2 separate regions of the Zea mays genome follow, and region 2 is linked to region 1. A link is a contact called in public Hi-C data. All regions are on one chromosome and are shown on one strand. The core of a region is the stretch at or near the end of the contact, and the rest is flanking DNA. Distances in the headings are between cores, read along the strand shown.

Region 1 (2,595 bases), core at 29-2,528:
CTCTAATAAAGGAGCTCCCAAGGCTGCTCATAACCGTGAGCACGAATGATATACCTGTTTCTAACCCTCTGCAGTGGTCGCACACTTTACCCATGAGTCGTGATCCCTCTTTGCCTTGTGTTGTATAGACCCTTAAACACTCCCAAGGTGAGTTGGCAAGGTTTCACTACATAGCCTTTACAAAGATTCCCTAGAGATAGTAGCCATCTGTTAGGTTTCTTCAGTTTGAATAACACAGTACCTCTCCCCGCAGGAGGGGTGACTAACAAAACCAAAATGAACGAACCTCGGCACCCAGCCTCAGTAGAGCAATTATTGTGCCCAGACCCCATTGATGGCACAATGGTGAAGCCGACTACATCCCAAGTTCCTCTAATTAATCAGCTAAGGGCGTCCCATACCACCCTCATGGTTGTACTGTTTTCCTAGGTGGTCATCCAACGAACAAGTCCTTACGGAGAGGCACTCAGGAAACAGTCCGAGTCCCCTTTAGTGCCACAAGTTCATCATCATAACCAGATTAACATCATCATATCATAAAGTATTCTCATCATGTTCATTGATTAAAGTAAAGCACTAGCATGATATTAATCATAGTTGCCAAATCCTAAAGGATAATCAAGGACAGGATAAACAATAAACTAGTCAATCCTTAGGTTGATCATGGTATGCAGGGAAATGAATTATCATGTAAGTAGGACATAATGGGTCAGAGGAAACTTGCCTTCACTAAGTTGCTGCTAAGGGAAATCTCCTGCAAGACCCTTGGGAACCACGGACTATTCATTGTCTAAGCAAAGCAATCATCGTAATACCCAAATCATATTGAATAAAGGAGTTAGAGTATTTGATGTTTAAGGGAATTTTCATTATATCTGACACATGCATATATAAATATATACACATACAAGTTAATAAATTCCTTAATAACTTGAAAGAATATATATAAAATAACGAAAATACTTCTTCATGCTGGTATTTTGATTTGAGCATATGATCTAAGTGTTAAATTCACAACAAAATTTGGATTTAAATTTGAGATTTAAAAATAAAAAGGAAAAGAAAACAAAAAAAGAAAAGGAAAAAGGAAAAAAAGAAAAACTAAAGACGTTGCATGGGCTAAAACTCCCCCAGTCTGCCCATCTAACCGAAACCCCCCCTATGCGGCCCAGCCGGGGATTCAGCGCGTCGACATGAGGGACCTGGCCCTCAGTCTTACGCGGATGCAGACAGGTGGAACCCGGGCTGCCCATCGCACGAGCGCTCGCTCCAAGTGTTCCCAAACACTGACAAAGCGAGCCCACCTACCAGACAACAGCTCCATGTGCTTCCCTGTGCAGATGCCTCGCTATCCTGTGGACCCGAGCTGTCAGTTGTACCCTCCCCTGCTTCGCGCGCATGGCGGGCGGCCACAACCGATGCGCCAAGAACCCCCGACTCCAGCTAGCCCAACCTCCCATGCTCGGACCTATATGAAGAGAGGTATCCCCTTGGTCGCGCCCATCCGCACCGCACAAGACCATCCAAACCCTTGCCGCAGGTGTGGGGGAGTTGTTGGCGCCGCCGCCCGGGGAGAACTCGCCCCATCGCCGATCTGTACGCGTAGTCGTGCCGTGGTGCGTCTCTAGCGCGTGGTGAAGTTGTTCATAGACTCGGCAGAGGGAGTTGATCGTCGGGGCGGAGAGAACTTCTCACAGGAGAAAGAAGATCGAGGCGGATCGACCATCAGTGCGGGTGGGCCTCTCTGTGCCATCAAAGCTGGTATGTTTCCCTTGCCTACACTCGCACGGCGATTCGTTAGGTTAAACGCTGGTCAGGTTGGGGAAAGTGCACCTTGGCGCGGGGTTAGAGTTCACCGGCGGGGTGCGCCACCGTGCGGGCGCTGCGCCGCTGTTTGGTGACCTCCATGGAGAAGGATAGGTCTGTTGCCGTAGATCCAAAATTGGACATTTAGGATCACGTACGGTGTACCGGTTCGAGGGTCTTCATCTGGGTCGTCCATTTTTGCTTGTAGGGTAGTGATTGGATCTGGGGTATTTTAAAACCGCCACCGTTGGATGATCGATTGGTGGCCAGGATTAGATCGTGTTTTCATAAAACTCGAACCGTAAGATTTAGACCTAAGGGTCAAAGACTCGCATCCCTTTGCGATTTAATCTGGACGCTCGGTGTGGATCCAACAGTCCATGATCGCCGATACTGATACCCTTTCGGCTATGAAACTTTATAAAAGAACCCCTAGCGTTTGTACTTATCAACCCGCAGTCTAGGTTACTGATAAGATCATTACGCCGAGGCCCTGAATTTTGCAAAATAAACCATAAACTTCTCAAAAATAATGCGCGCAGTTCAGAAACCTAATAAATTAGGTAAATTAATATAGAAAATGTTTTTATTATAAAAATAATTCCAAAATCTTGTTTAATTCATAGAAAATCCATTTTAACTCCTTTTTATCCATTCCAGTTGCATTAATTTTATATCAATATTGTCAATCACCTGGTAACTCTGTTTTATCATGAAACATAGATTAAAATTATCCACGTAATTTATTCCATATGAACCACTTAAAACTTCGGAAAATCATAACTCTTT
Region 2 (2,595 bases), core at 48-2,547, 210 kb after region 1:
AGGTAGTCTTCCACTAGCTTTCCTAGTTAGTCAGCCAAGGGCGTCCCATACCACCCTTGTGGTAGCACTGTTTTCCCAGGTGGTTCTCCATGTTCCAATTAACATAATGATCTTATCATGAACAGTAAATAACAAACTAATAATAAAAGTGTGATGGTGAATAATGTATATCTCTATACCCAAAACCACATAAAGCAATAGCAGGTACTACCCAAAAATTCAGTGGTAAACAAGGTATAAAGATAGTAAAACTAGGGTAACCTATTGGGTCCCATCAAAATTAACCTATGCAGATCATTATGAGTAATAAGAACGTGATTGGGTAAAAAGAAGTGATCAATGGCACAACTTGCGTAGGACTTGAGATTCCAGGTACCAGGATGATCTTCTGGTGACTCGTAATCTCGCGCTAGTCATAGCAATACAAACAAACAATGTATATGCTAAATTAACATCACATCAAACATAAGTACAAACTGAATAATAATGATCTACACGAAGGTACGAGATCGTGGGTTTGAGAATCACTAAAATCAGAGTTATGGTTAAAGAATTAGGATTTATGGCAGATCTACGTGGTTTAAATATTAAATTATATTATAAACTGGTTAGTGTATATCATATGAGAGACTATTCTATAAATAGTTAACTCAACCTTAATTTTAATTATAACTTAACTAGAGATCATATTTTTAATCAAACTATAATTATGGATTGGTTAACTTCGATTAGAGGAGTTAATCTATTAAACATAGGCTAGACAAATTTCTAATAATAAAAGTATAAGGTGTGATAAATGTTAGTGTCATACTATACATATATGATATTATTATGAATCTAACGCAATTCGAACGGATCAATTCGGAGTTACGGTTCTAAAGATACGATTTTCCGAAGTTATTAAGTGCTTGGCACGGGATAAATTAGGTAAACAATTTTAATCTATGTTTCATGATAAAATAAGGTTACTAGATGATAAAAAATATTAAAATGAACTTAATGCAATTGGAATGGATCAATTCCGAGTAAAAACGAAGGAGATATGGTTTTTCTACAATTCTAAATTTATTTTCGTAGCAAAAACAATTTCCAGAAATACTTTATAACTATCAGGGCTATTTTGTAAATTTCTAGGGACCTAACCGTAATAGTTTTCAACCAGCGAGGGATGTCGGTTTGGTTTATAAAGAACTCAGGGTTTCTTTTGCATATTCGTCCTACTGAAGGGGTATCTCGCCACATGAGCCCTTCGATCCGACACCGACGGCCCAGATTAAAAGATCCATCGCATGAACCGGTACGAGCTGTACACCGTCAGATTAAATAACTATGGTCCAGATTTTTATTATGGCACAAACCAGTTTCCACCATCCGATCACCCAGCAACGGCCAGATCTTTATGAGACGAAGGGGTATCCACGATAAAATCCAAGCCGTCCATCACGGAATCAATGGTCACAAGACCTTCTTCCCCAGGGCGGTGGCCAGGACGCTTGAGTCCGAGCCCCATTCGGCCATTCCCCTCGCCAGAAAGCGACGACGCGCCGGCCACCCCGCGGCGGAGGGCCTCCCGGCGACATGCTAATGCTAGGACTAGGCCACTCCCCACCCAACACCTAGGTGCTAAAGCTTGAAGGAGCAACGACGAACTCGATGGAAATAGATTTACCCGAAATCATGGTGGCAATGAAGCACTCCACGGTCCTATGTGGTTTCACGGCGACACGAAAACTCAGCAAGCAATTCCCGGAATCCCAGTCCTCGACCGCGCTCGTAGCTGCATCGGACACGTTTTGTGAACTCCATAGATCACTCATGTCCACCTTGCGTACTCCAAAAGATGGTGTAGGATGAGATCAACAGCGGCGGCCTTCATCGCCCTGTTTCACGGTGGGGGGTTGGCTTTGGGGCGCTCAGTTTTGAGGGAGGATAGAGGGGAGGAGCGGCCCCCATTTTATACTCCGAGGAGCACGACCTGAGCAATCGAAGTCCGAGCTCCAAATCTCGCCATGGTGGTTCGTCGGGTGGAGCAGGGTGCGATTCTGTTGTGAGCTCGATGGGGAATGCTGACGGCGTGGGTCCCAGAGGTCAGTGGACGACTTCCAGTGCGCGCTGAAGAGGTAGCCGACGGAGCAGGCTCCACATGGAAGTGCCACAAAAGAAAAAGAAAAGGAAAGAGCGTAGAGTGGGCTACACGGAGGTGTTGGTGGGCCGAGACAAAGGGGTTTCGGCCCAGATAAGGTTTGATATTTTCTTTTCCTCCCCTTTTTTTCTATTTTCATTCTCTCTTGTCTACTTAAATTCAAATTCAGGTTTCATTTAGATTCAAATTCACATCAAAGTTTGAGTTTAACTTTAAATGCACAGACAAGACTCCAAGCATGAGTGCAGGGTTTATTTTTTTATATTAATTGCATTATTCATTTAAGCAAATACTTGTAAGTGTATATTTTATACACACCAAATATATGTTTTAATGAAATAATTTCTATTGCATAATTTTATTAAGAGTTGGTTTAACCTAACCATTTTAGATAATATCTCTAAACATTTTTTAAAAAATAACTTAATATATATAAGATCATTAAATCTTTT

The links. Hi-C and Micro-C count contacts between places; a contact is called where the count stands out from the background.
Region 2: a Hi-C map of endosperm shows a contact between it and region 1, with 9 times the contacts expected there. The contact joins two enhancer-like sites. A contact is called at or near these places in 2 of 25 Hi-C or Micro-C datasets (endosperm and leaf mesophyll).

What each region holds. Positions count from the first base shown.
Region 1 is chr3:108,188,278-108,190,872 of Zm-B73-REFERENCE-NAM-5.0, forward strand. No RefSeq gene overlaps it. Among protein-coding and RNA genes, the nearest start is that of LOC103650299, 120 kb to the left of the region's middle. Within about 2 kb of position 1,279, at least 18 of the 20 cell types and tissues checked have an H3K27ac peak or open chromatin away from gene starts, as enhancers often do. A contact at or near this core is called in endosperm and leaf mesophyll, where this site is marked.
Region 2 is chr3:108,394,289-108,396,883 of Zm-B73-REFERENCE-NAM-5.0, forward strand. No RefSeq gene overlaps it. Among protein-coding and RNA genes, the nearest start is that of LOC109945263, 23 kb to the left of the region's middle. Within about 2 kb of position 1,298, at least 17 of the 20 cell types and tissues checked have an H3K27ac peak or open chromatin away from gene starts, as enhancers often do. A contact at or near this core is called in endosperm and leaf mesophyll, where this site is marked.